2 separate regions of the Hordeum vulgare genome follow, and region 2 is linked to region 1. The links are chromatin contacts, called in public Hi-C maps. All regions are on one chromosome and are shown on one strand. The core of a region is the stretch at or near the end of the contact, and the rest is flanking DNA. Distances in the headings are between cores, read along the strand shown. Region 1 holds the start of LOC123448845 (myb-related protein P-like). Region 2 has its middle 4.9 kb from the start of LOC123446568.

Region 1 (7,448 bases), core at 1,407-3,906:
TGTGTGTGTGTCTGCAACATTTAAGTTGTTTTCCGTGAAGCATATAGCGATAGTATTTTCGCTTGGTTCAAATTATCAGCAATGAAAGTTAGAGAGGGAGAGAGAGAGAGAGCCCAAAAAAGTTAGAAAGGGGGAGATTTTTTAGTTGGAAAGTGGAGAGAGATATTTGTTATATGTTTTCCTTGAAGTCATCTACTCCCTTCTTTCTTAAATATGCTATTCTGGACACACACACAAAAAACACACACAAAAAAGACACAATCATGTGGTTCAATATGTTCCTCATAACATTATTTAAATTTATAGGTACAAATTGTCAGAAAAGAATGGAAATGTTTGCACGACAAATCTGATGGTACTATTTGGAACGAGGTAATATTGTTGCAATATTTACATGAGAATATTTTTTGTTGTGTTGCAATAAATTTTTTTTACTTTTTACTAATAATATATACTCCCTTCATTTTTGTTTACTTCACATATTAACTTTGTTTCGAGTCAAACATTGACCAAGTTTATGTAACAAATTATTAACATCCACATACCAATCATTACTATTACAATCATCATTCAATATACTTTTATATCACATATATTTGTTAGGAGTATTGTAAAAGTTTAAATTGTTACCTATAAACTTGATCAAACTTTATAAAGTTTAATTTAGTACAAACTAATATGCAGAATAAATAAAAACAATGGCAGTATTTTCTAATTGACCCCGCAAAAAACATATTTTTTAATGAATACACATATGTTGAAAATCCCACTGATTGGACCTAGGTGGAGAGACAGAAAGGGGATTGGACCTAGGTGTTGAAAATCCCACTGGCTAGCTGCTAGCGGTAGCTATCTTGTGCGTTATATATGCGTTTCAACACGGGAAAGCATACATCACTGATCACGTCCCGTGCAGGTGTTTTTTTCTAGACAGAAAGGGAAAGAAATAGTTTTTTTTTACGTACTATAGGCAAGCAAGTTTGTGTTGGAGTTAAAGGGACTACGTGCGGGCACTGAAGACACAAATATGTAGTCAAGCATTGACAGACCATGCATCCGCCTACGTGTATCTCTCCACGCTCTACAAATTACCGAGCTTGGCTACCTTTCTTGACAGAGAGGGCCGGGCTGGCCATGCAGGACGCGCGTGTGTTGCCTAGAGGCTAGAAGGTTTCGTGCATTTATGGCGATAGAGAGGAGCGATCAGACTGCAGACGCGCCATGCCCTTCCGCCATAGGTTTGGACGCAACTAGCGACGAACACACTATAGCTAAAAAGTGACCTGACAGAAAAGACAGCATTATATTAATTATGCACAGTAGAAAAAGCACATGAAACGACGACGGACGAGAAAACGAAGTGACGCATGTGTTAATTCTCAGTCATGAGACGAGCAGTACAGCATGATTTATGTATAGTAGCGTATTAGACGTGATGCCTCAACTCTCAACACGAACTGTCGGACGTTGTAGTACAAGTTTATGTACAGTAGCATACTGGATGTGATATCTGAACTCTCGACCTAAACAGTCGGATGTCGTCTAATTTTGTGGTACACGCATACGGCCTACAGAGCTCTTTTACTAATCATATTCCATCGGAGCATTTTCACGGTTGCCAGTTTCTGACCGCAGGTGACAAAGTCATGTGCTGCCAGAAACAGTAGTCAATGCACTAGCACTATTTTTACTTACCTCTTTTGGACTGATCCATGATCCATGTGGTTGTGAGCCTGTGACTCTCATTTTTTATTTTTTTTAAAAAGGCTCGCCTGCCGATAGATGCATGCGGTATGGAACTTTTATTACTCATTAATTATGTGTATAGCGAGTTACTACCTGTTAAAATTAAAGGTAAACGAAATTAGGAGCATCCACAGACTCGTACCTGTTGCCAAGGGTGGCATGAAGTTTGACGATGAGGTCGTCCTCCTCCTTGGAGATGTTGCCCCTCCTCACCCCGTCTCTCAGGTAGTTGATCCACCGCAGCCTGCAGCTCTTGCCACACCTCAGTAGCCCTGTATACAATGGGAGCAGGAACAGATTAACATACATGCATGCATGGTAGTGATGAAATTCCTAGTTAATATGTGCTATAAGTTTCAGCTAATCAAGTATATAGTACCTGCTGCTGCAGGCAAAGAAGTAGCTAAACTAGTCATGAATGATGCTCTAGCTCGCACATGCATGGGCTTATGCCATAAGTATTTACCTGCATTCTTGGGTAGAGACCTCCATGAGCCCTCGCCGTGCTGGGCAATGTAGTTTGCGAGTATGTCGTCCTCCTCCGCCGTCCACCTTCCCCGCTTCAGCCCCACCTTCTCGCAGCACGGCGCCCTCCCCATCCCCTTGTATACGACGAGCCTCCCTATATATCTCCCAACACACGAGCAAACCGCCCGTTGTCGCCGGCCGAGGCTAGCTAGCTAGATACTATAGCAGGTCGAGCGCGGTGGGTGTAGACGTGTAGTCGATCCGCGCTCGCGTCCAAAAGGAGTTAGTGTGAGAGATCAAGGGGATGGGCGATGATCTTCCTTTGGCGGCCCTGATCTATAGCTAGGGAGGTGATCGAGCTAGCTTCGGCCACGCAGGCGGCAAGGCAAGGCGCCATAATATAGCACCGCGAGGCGTCGGCCCGGGCCGGGGAGACGGTGTTACTGGTACGTAGGATCGGGAATTAAACTTTGCCCCGAGTAGGGGCCTGAGCGGCCGTGTGGCTGGAGGCAGGGGTACGTGGGCGCCCCGGGACCTTTGGGCGTCGTGGCGCAAGGCCTCACCATCGTCCTCTTCGCGGCCTCTCCAGCGACCACGTTGTCCGCGCACATGGATCGTTATACACACCGGCCCCCGTGTACTGTGTATTTACTCGAGGATCTTCGGAAAGCGAAATACTAGTATCTGTTTACCATCAGATCAGGCTGCCCCGAGTACGTAGATATACAATTTCGTATACTAGCTACTGTATATCCCGGAACTGCATGGAGAAGATATATAAACAAGGCTTCCGATGTATATGCTTCAAGGTTCATCTCTTCCTAGCTAGCTCGTAATCTTCTCCGCCCGAGCTTCTACTTACATGCTCCCTACCCTAGATATGCTTCATCTCTTCATGTTGGTCGTCTGGTATGGTTTTCCGATCCACGAATGACTTTGTATCTCTATAAACATTACAGTATTTTTTTGGTTAATAAAGCGAGTATCACCATGCATGCATGCCAAATGGCAAAGCGATGCAGATGAAACTGGAGTACGTATTGAAAAAATGATTCCATACATTGATTCGGAAGATATCTCCTAGTGTTCACGTTTGCTGTACGAAGCATGAGATCCGGAATACATCGACCAAATCCGATGCAACACAAGACGATTCACACATCAACCAAATCTGATGCAACACAAGACGATACGCACATCGACCAAACCTGATGCAACACAACATGACGCGCACGCGCGCACCTAACACGCGTAGTACTTTTCCTCGCAAAAAGGAAAACACGGGCAGTATAACCAGTGTGTTCCCATTACGCATGCTACAAGCTAGCTGCGCTATGACGACGACTGTGATTTGTCACGCAACGTGAGCTGCGCTGTTCGTGTCTGTCCTGTGTACTCGCGGGGAAGAAAAAACGGGCCGGGCGACCTGTTCGGCCTTGGGCGAGTAATCCTGAAGATTTCCGCGTGTGCCTCGATCGACGACGCTGTGTTCCGACCGAGCCTTCCCTTTCGGTCTCTGCGGCTGTTGATCTCTAGTAGCTCGATCGAGGTGGGCAAATCGATCGATCGGGGCCGGCGCTCGGTGTCCTTCCCGGTCCAGCGTATCGATCGGTCCCTCCGTATCATGCCTCGCTGTGACGTTTGCATTAGTGCGTATAATGCCTCGAAAGTGACATGAGGTATATACCTTCGAGACGGGCCTGCACACCTAGATTCATCATGGTCGACGGAAATTCGCGTGGACACGCAGGTGCGGAGACATGCAGCTCTACATCCTCCCATGACCGTTGATGTGTGCCGTGATTCAAAAACTTGTTTGGGTTGAAATTGCCTGAAAAGAGAGGAAAATTCAGTATCCGGTGTGTACTACTTTCATTCCATAATATAACACTCCCTCCGTCCGGAAATACTTGTCCTAAAAATATATAAAATAGATGTATCTATAACTAAAATAAGTCTAGATACATCTATTTGTAGGACAAGTATTTTCGGAAAGAGGGAGTATAAGAGTGTTTTTACATTAATATAACAAACGCTCTTATATTATAGGACCGAGGGGTATATCATAATACTTCATCCAGCCATTATTCTATATCATTTTCTTCTATTTTCCGTCCTGTTCAATCTTCGATCCGTTCTTGTTGTCAATCTAGTTTCATAGACTCGTATCGTTTACCTTCTTCTTCCTTGGTGCCACTATTCCAGTTGTTAGTTGGAAGGAAAAGATTACACACAATGATGATTTAATGATCGAGGTGTTGGGCGTTGACACTAGATGTTGATATGGAAGAAAACATTATTGAGATGGATTCAAATGAAAAGGTGTTCCCAAGGAAGAAGTTTTACAATACCGAATGAAACAATTTTGATGACTATATCATCGTTATCCAATCTCATCTTATGGACCGAAACTGTATTCAAAATGCTAGAATTTTGCTTCCCGAGTGACATTCGGCCGATTGAGCATCAAGACGACCTCAAATGAGAAAGTATTCTTCACGGATTGTCTTCGTCTCGTCGAAACGACCAATTTTGATATAAAATCGTCTCAATGCGAGGTCGTATGCAGAATTTGTAGTCATCTGAATCCGGTCTTACCACATGGTGAAATGTGGGGCGAGAGATGAAACAATTGTTCGATGGGTCGCGCGAGCTGTTCGGCCCTCAAGACGACATCTAATGAAAAAACTTACAACATGAAAAAGTTTCGTCTCGTCGAGCCGATTGATTTTCAAACATATATTGTCTCGATAAGAGGTCGTATGCAACCTAAAGAGGCAAAACAAGATCATGTTGAAGTTTCAGTCGGGAAATCCGGGTTAGACTGAAATTAGGACTCTAGGACGTAAATTAATGTCATTTTCTTACAAGGAAAGCCTAGATGAATCCTTTACTTGTAGAGTAAATCCAGCCGCCTCTTAATAAAATGGAGATGCGGCCGATTGGAACAACACACAATCGAACAAATCAATCTACCACTCTTTACCTTTACCTTTATCCATCTCCTTTGTTCGTCTTCTTTCTAGTTCTTTGTTTGGAGGGCAGCGATTCACGAGGCCCTAGGGGTGGTCAGGCCGACCTAAGGAAGCCCATAGCCGCCATGCGCCCTGACGGGGTCCCTCCCAGGCGTGTGGGGTTTCGGGTCTGCAAAAGTGCAAAAGCACCCGCCGACTGTCTTGCGTATTGCGATGTCGGTCAGGTCTCCTTCGGCGTAAGCTGCGGTGCATCACCCCCCGGCGTCGAGGGTACACGATGACGTGTTCGTGTGGAAACACACATTTTGACCACTCCATTGGGGACTAAGCTTTGAACGGTTTCCAACCCATTCTTGCTACGAAGAGATCGTCATCTAGTGTTTGCAATCTAGAGAGGTAATATGAACACCCAATTCACTTATGTAGATGCAAATAATGCATATGTTGTTGTTAGATCGTTTAATGAGCAGAATGTATCGGCTAGGACTATTTTTATCCATCATGCATCTAATTTGTGCAATAGCCGATTCAGAACAATCTCCATGCTTCAAAATCATGTAAATTTAGCAGCATGCAACATCTGTATCCCAACTCCCATGCATCAGCAATCCCACAAGTATTGTGACGCCCTCGATTTGATCGTACGTTAATCATACACGCAAATGCGTACGACCAAGCTCAAGGACTCACGGTAAGATATCACAACACAACTCTAGACATAAATAAAACATACAAGCTTCATATTACAGGCTAGGGGCCTCGAGGGCTAGAATACAGAAGCTCGATAAACACACGAGTCAGCGGAAGCAACAAATATCTGAGTACAGACATGAAACATGACAATGCTTTAGAAAAGTCCAGCACAAAAGATACAACGACCGAACGAGGCGAGGCCTCCTATCTGGGAGCCTCCTAACGACTCCTGGTCTTCAGCGGCCTGCACGTAGTAGTAGGCACCATCGGTGTAGCAGTCGTCGGCGGCGGGATACGCCATCTCCTGGGCTCCATCATCTGGTCGCAGCAACGGATCAAGGGGAAAAGGGGAAGCAAAGCAACGGTGAGTACTCATCCAAAGTACTCGCAACACTAACATCAGAACTATGCTAAATATGGGGCAGTATCAAAGAAAGGAGTTTATGTGGACTGACTGCAGCAATGCAAGAATAGAGAGAGAAGGCTTAGTCCTATCGAATACTAGCATCTTCAGGGGTCTTGCATCATTAGACGAGAGTAGAACAGGTAACACAAATAACAGTCATATTGTTGCAAAAATATTAATTAAAGACACGCCCAAAGATCCTTCTTCGACTCCCTGCGAGGAAGCAATCCCGGAGCAAACTTTCGAGTTAAGTAACACTTGTAGTTGTATAAGATCGGGGCACAACTCCAAGTCGTCCTGTAACCGTGGACACGGCTATCTGAATAGTTAATTTTCATCCCTGTAGGAGTGCACCACATATTCCCCGTCACGCTCGATAAACTCTGGCCGGACACACTTTCCTGGGTCATGCCCGGCCTCGGAACGTCGACATGTCGCAGCCCTTCCTAGACTCAACACAGAGGCCAGCCTGCCGGTCTAAATCCTAAGCGCAGGGGGCATGGGCACATCATCCTTTGCACTTCTGCACGATGCGAGGGCGACCGATGTCAGTCCTGGCACATCTTATACAAGAACGGTGATAATCCAGACCACTCCACTAGTGGGGACAGGGCCTATAGTCCCGGCCCGTAAGGGGCTTTAGTCCCGGTTCACCAACCGGGACTAAAGGGGCGGGACTAAAGGCCTAACCTTTAGTCCCGGCCCTGTTCCAAGCCGGGACCAAAGGTGCTCCACGTGGCCGCCTCGGAGGGAGTACCTTTAGTCCCGGTTCTACTTACGAACCGGGACTAAAGGATCCGTCTGATTTTTTGTTTGTTTGACCCGAAAAGGTAGTTTTTTTTTTCAAATTTTATTTTTGAATATTTTTTTATGTTTTATTCCAATTTTCTAATCTTTGAATTGTTTGACAATTTAATCTCTAATCACCCATCCTCACTGCTCTAGCGTGGATCACTCATTTCAAATCATCTAACTTCCCGGCCGATCACCAATCCTTTCACTGCTTCAGCCCGAGCACGCTTAACTTTCTAGTTCTATCGCCCCTAGTTGCCAAGTGTGCACTTGTTGTTTTCCTGACAATAGTAAGCTATCAATCCTAAACAACTTGGGTCTTGATGTCATGTCACATGATTTAATTTTTTGAATTACAAACAATTATT
Region 2 (6,480 bases), core at 3,342-5,841, 230 kb before region 1:
CCCTCTGGCCCACCTTTGGTGCTCTGGAAGCTTCCGTCACGCTGATTTTTACATATTTTTCTCGGGATTTTTGGGACTCGGTAAATTGGGGTAAAAGTCCCTACGAATAAGGACATCAGCAGACAGAAACTGGCATTGGGTGCACTGAGTTAGTAGGTTAGTCCAAATATGTGTAAAAAGGTATGAAAGTGTAGCAAAACATATAACAATGTCACCCAAAGGATCATGGAACAAGCAGAAATTGTAGATACGTTTGGGACGTATCACAAATCTATTGCAATGAATCAAGTTTATAATATCCAATGATCTTCATGAAAGTTTTTATTATATCCCTCTTAAATATCTCTCACTTTGGGACCAAATTCATATCTCGTGCAAATTATCATTACTATTCTTTAACTCTCAAAAAGATCTAAGTGAAGCACGAGAGCATAAATATATTCAAAAATTATGATATCAACTGTGAAAATAATTTAAGTGAACCATGAGAGTGCATTTTTTTAAAATTTTACCAACTCTCAAATTGATATAAGTGAATCATGAGAGCCTATTTATTTAAAATATAACCACCGCCATGCTCAAAAAATTATAAGTGAAGTACTAGAGCAATTGCTTAGCTCAAAAAAATTAAAGTGAAGCAAATAGAGTATTCTAGAAAATCATGATATGCAGGTGGCTGTCTCAAACGAGTGTGTTGAGCAAGGATCATTGTGACAAACTAAAAAGAAAAACTATCAAAGACTTATATAATACAATGCACTCCAAGCAAAATGCATGATATGTGATGAATAAAAATATAGCTCCAAGTAAAATTACCGATGGTCATTAGAAGAAAGAGGGGATGTCTTCCCGTGCATTCCCAAGATTAGTTGCTTGGTAGTCCTTGAATATTGCCTCGGAGTGCCAAGGGAATCCCCAATCTTAGGATCTTTCCACTCCTTATTCCTTCATCCATCGTGACCTCACCCAAAACTTGAAAACTTCAATCACACAGAACTTAACAAAACCTTCGTAAGATCAACTAGCATAATAAAGGAAATCACCACTCTAAGTACTGTTGCAAACCCATTCGTATTTTATTATTGCATTGTACCTAATGTATTCCAAATTTATGATGGCTTATACCTCCCGATACAATCCATAGATTCATCAAGATAAGCACACAATGCAACGAAAACAGAATCTGTCAAAAACAGAATAGTCTGCAGAAATGAGAACTTTGATCATATTTTTGTAACTCTAAAAATTCGGAAAATTTAGGACAACGTGAGAAATTTGTATATAAATTATGTTTAAAGAATTCCGAGCAAAATCACATTTTTGTGAATTTTTAGAATTCCAAAACTGGGCGCAAAATGTTTCAGTTTTTCAAGAGGATCAAATCAACTATCATCCAACACAATCCTAAAGGCTTTACTTGGCACAAACACTAACTGAAACATCAAAACACAATCGTAAAAGTAGCATAATTTCATATTTATTGAAAAACAAAATGGAAAACAAAATTTTAAAATATAACTATTGGGTTGCCTCCCAATAAGCGCTATTGTTTTATGCCCTTAGCTAGGCATAATGCATAGATTCAAGTATTGTGTTCTTTAGTTTTTGCTCCATAGGTTGCCCTCGTGATTAAATCATATGGTGGCTTAATTTTAGTTCTAGGAAAGTGTTCCATACCCTTTCTCAACGAAAACTAAAATTTAGTATTCTCTTCTTTCATATCAATCACGTCACCTATAGTTTGTAAAAACGGTCTACCAAGTATTGTGGGACAAGACGGATTGCGATTAATATCAAGCACAGTAAAACCCATGGGCACATAATTACTATTTGCAAGAATAAGAACATTATTAATTCTTCTCAAAGGCTTTTTAATAATAGAATCCACTAAGTGCAAATTAAGAAAACACTCTTCCAAATTGGTAAAACCAAACACGTCACATAGAGATTTCAGAATTGTGGAAACACTAGCACCCAAATCACATAAAGCATTGCACTCATATTTTTTATCTTAACTTTAATGGTGGGTTCCAATTCATCATATAATTTTTTGGAATTGAAGTCTCTAATTCTAACTTTTCTGCTAAGGCTTTCATCATAGCTTCTACGATATGTTTAGTAAAAGCCTTATTTTGTTATTATGCATTGGGTGAATTTAGAATCGATTGTAACAAAGAAATACATTAAGTCAAATAACAACTATCATAATTAAAGTCCTTGTAATCCAAGAGAGTGGGCACTTCACTAGTTAAAGTTTTTACCTCCCCAAACCCACTTTTAGAAGAAAAAATCTACAAGATTTTCACCCTCCGAATTATGGGGATGCCTTTTAGCTAAAGTGTACTCGTCTTCGGTCCCCTTCTTATCAAGTTTAACTAGCGGTGTGGCATGCGCAATTGCACGGCTAGCATTTGGTTCATAGAGGTTAAAGTTGTACACATGTAGAAATGCAAACTCGTGTAACTTCACCATGTAGTAATGAAATGTATCGTTGAACTTCTATTCTATCGTTTAACTCTGTCAAAACAATGATGTCTATTCACTCCTGGAGTGATTTAGCCATGTTTAATAACATCAACAAAGATTGGCGATCTACCTATTTGATGCATTATTGGAATCTCTTGCCAATTATGCTATTTCTTGATCAATCTTATGAATGAAGAAAAAATTGTGTGAATCATCTAATTATATTTTCTATTCTCATATAAACAATACACACAAACATATATATGATATTTAATTTCATACATTAGGTTAATTATCAAAGGTTATAAATATTACATAAGGATGAGTAATCGACAAACCTATTAGTTGATGACTATATTTTCTAATAGACATGAGGTCGTGTACCAATATGCGTGTATATTCTTGAAACATGGGTGTATATTGTGAGAATGGCGTTTTGGCTCCCGGGAGCCATGGAGGCCTTTATTTTTTAAAAATTCAAATTCAAATTTTTATGATTCAAAAAATTCTGAAAAAAAATATGCATGTATGTAAGGATGTAACCGACATGTGTGTAAAATTTCAGGTCAAAATACTTTAAAACATGATCTGTACAAAAAAGACAAATTCATGGTCTAAAATGATGAATAGTAACATGTGTTAAACAGACTCAAATTTGTCTTTTTTGCACAGCCCTCATTTCAACGTATTTTGTTCTGAAAATTTACACACTTGTGTATTATACCTTCATTTATCTATGTTTTTTTTCAGAATTTTTTGAAACATTAAAATACAAATTTTCACTGATTTGAAGTTTGAATTTAAAGGCCTCCGGTGAGCTCGGGAGCCAAAAGCAATATTCGGTATATTGTTACTTTTATAATTCTTATATAATAAAGTTGTACCATAATAAATGTACATTAAATCCCCGCCTAATATTTTCACTATTTAATCTGGCACACTTAATGGTCTTAAGTTTCAAAGTGTTGTCCAAAATGTGTCCGTTTTTCCTCTAACTTTTTTTTAATAGCATAAACTGACGAAAGTACTTTATCATGTAAAATTAGCACATCCCTAACATGTTAAAACAAGAGATTTTTAAGATAATTGAAATGAGTATATACGTTATATGGGTATTGTAACCACTCTATTATATATTAGATATATTTTAGTAGACAAGTATTATAGGAATGCTATTACTTTGTGAAATAGTGCAATTCTCCTACCTAATTTTTATGGATGTCTCAATAGTCCCTCCCCATATCCCTCATGTGCTGATTGGAGAGCTCAGTGCCAAAATACCCTATTGGTTTGAGCAAAAAAAAAACTACCTGAGGCATCCACACAAAATATTTCCTGCCAAATTTATTGGCATGTTATTCTACAAAACATTTTCCAAAAGGATCTGACACCTGCAAATAAGAAAAGAAAATCTGAAATATGTAAACAAAGACTAATGGTTTCCCCCAGAAAATCATGCTGTTGTTTTGCATGAACGGAGACTGTAAGTGTGCCTCGTAAGGATACGTACTGGTCCAGCAAAAAACGGGTGCAAATTCTTTTCAATATTTCCAAGGAGGAGGCCAAATAATTGAATGTGTACCAATTTCAACTGAGACGGCTCAAAGATCGTAAGTGCTTACCATGAATATCAGGAATGGACTGTTTTTTTAAAGACCGTTCACAAAAATATCAGTAATATAAATCTATGTTTGAGAAGTCATTTAATCAACATATCCCCCTTACGCTTAAATCTATCTATCATATCATCCAAGTCTTCAGCTACCAAACTCTTATAGCGACTGAGAATGTACTTACTGGTGAAAAGTTGTTACCCTGGACACATCTTGTACGACACTTCTGACTCACCATGACACGGAATGCAAGCACTTGTATATTTCTTTAGGAAACTCATGTTTAGTTTCAGAAATCTTTGGTGTTTAGTTTCAGAAATCCTTATGGGGTGTACACCAAAGATTACCGGCACTCGAAGTATCAGCCGGAGTAGCCACATGTATTTTCTGTTCAGGTTTCTTTCCCTTCTGATCTGAGCAGGCTTGGATTTCATTTCTTAGACAGACCCAATAATTCTTCAAGAAACCTATAGACTCACTGATGGATGCCTCTCCTTGGGAGCTCCTATGCAGCGCTGCAGGCAGCTGTTAATGATCCGGCGCCTGCAGCGCTGCTAGAATGGCCCGACCCATTGAGTGCTATCCAGTTTACTTTTTGTTTTTTATTATGAAAATATAAGTATGAAATTAAAAAAGATTTACAGATCTAAAAAAATATTCATTCATTTGAAAAAAAGTTCATATCTTTAAAAAAGGTTCGTCAATTTCAGGAAAAGTTCATCAATTTGAAAGAAAAAAATCATTGAAAATGAAAAAAAAGTTCATCCAATTTAGAAAAAGTTCATTAAATTTTAAAACAGTTCAATAAATTTGTAAAACTTTCATAAAAATTCAACAAAAGTTCATGTATTTTTTAAAAACTTCATTGAACTGAAAAAAAGTTCATAAATATTTAAAAAGCTAATACATTTCCAAAACAATGTTCATCAAAATTCATAACAGTTCATCGATATTCAAAAAAGTTTATCAATCTTAAAAAATATTCCCTGAAATTTAAAAAATGTTCATCAATATTTAAATAAGTTCATACACATATCAAAAAAACGTCAAACGACGCCTAGATGGGCCGACCAATTTGCGAACGGCACAAGCGCTAGTTAACAAAAATGCTCGTTAATTCGCGCCCGTGGCACCAAATAGGAAATGCGCCTCTCCTTCACCAATCGTTCGGGATGGACGACAAGAGCGAGCTTTTGGCCGGCCTCGTGGCCTACTAGGTCCCGCCGAGCTCGGTCCTGGCCCGCGAAAAAAAATAGCCGGTCCGGTCCGTGAAGTATGGACCGAAAAACTTCGGTCTAGTCCGGTTAAAGCTCGGACTGCTCGCTCGGACTGAAGAAGAAGCCCACGCGAACGAGGCAACAGCTACAAATCACTCTTGTGCGGTCATCTGCCTCCTCCACGCGACGGCCGGGAGAGGTAGAAGAAGACTCACGTTACGTTCTGCCTTATTCCTTTTTATTCAGCGGAGAGAAAATAGAAAGAAGGAGAGAAATGGGGTTATCCCATAATCATGGCGTCGTCATTGGAGGTTTATTTGTTGGCAAACGTTTGTGGCCGAACGACCGACGAACGTTTCAGTCGGTTGCACTCGCGCCATCTGATCCACATAATTAAGAGGCCCCCGGAGACGCATATTTTTCAGTTGGATCCACGCATCGCAGAGCTCTCCGGTTTAAAAGCTTATTCTCTTTCTTCTCCGCTAACCTTTTCTCATTGTCTTTCGCTAACCACGTGCCATACAAACCACGGGTTGCTCTCGAGAACGCCATGGACGCCACCACCTGACGGAGCCCGCACATTTTTTCCTCCCTCATCTGCCATTTTATTTGCTCTCTTTCCAGACCTACGTCGGTTGTGAGATGCAACGGCGATGCGGCTAGATCGAAAGATGATGCAGGATGCTACAGGGCCGCCCCGGCTTGCTAGAACTACACGTCGATGAGTTGCGATGAGTCACCGTGGTTTGCTAGGATGGATCCGTCGACAAGCTACGGCAAACAATCTCAATGCTACAACGAGCGCCACCGGATGCTGGAATCGACTCTCTGTTTTGCTGCAACGGGGGAGGGTGGTACCGTGGCGGTGAACAAGCGGCGCCGAAAAAGCTGCAACATGCAACGTCATAAGCTGGGACTAGCGATTGTTTTCTACAACCTGATGGGAGTGATGTGCACCCAACGACTAACGGTGCTACAACCGGCATCCAAATATGCTACAATCGGTGATCCACACTACTACAACCGGCGTATTTTTTGCTACTATGGGCAGTGAATACGGGGACTACGCCCGACAAATGTTGTAACCATTCTCGCTAGATGTTGGACCCGACATAAATTTTTGCTGCCACGCGCGGTGACCATGCCCGCCAGATGTTACATCTACTCTCTCGCTAGGTGTTGGA

The links. Hi-C and Micro-C count contacts between places; a contact is called where the count stands out from the background.
Region 2: a contact with region 1 is called in a Hi-C map of leaf, with 3 times the contacts expected there. The contact joins the enhancer-like site here to the promoter of LOC123448845 in region 1. A contact is called at or near these places in 4 of 6 Hi-C or Micro-C datasets (leaf and seedling) and 1 of 1 datasets of contacts at active chromatin or transcription factors (embryo).

The regions. Positions count from the first base shown.
Region 1 is chr4H:434,643,807-434,651,254 of MorexV3_pseudomolecules_assembly, reverse strand. LOC123448845 (myb-related protein P-like) reads right to left here and starts at 2,656. Exons shown (of 3, transcript XM_045125868.1): 1 at 2,213-2,656; 2 at 1,889-2,018. The coding sequence starts at 2,345.
Region 2 is chr4H:434,875,427-434,881,906 of MorexV3_pseudomolecules_assembly, reverse strand. No RefSeq gene overlaps it. Among protein-coding and RNA genes, the nearest start is that of LOC123446568, 4.9 kb to the right of the region's middle. Within about 2 kb of position 4,591, at least 2 of the 3 cell types and tissues checked have open chromatin away from gene starts, as enhancers often do. A contact at or near this core is called in leaf, where this site is marked.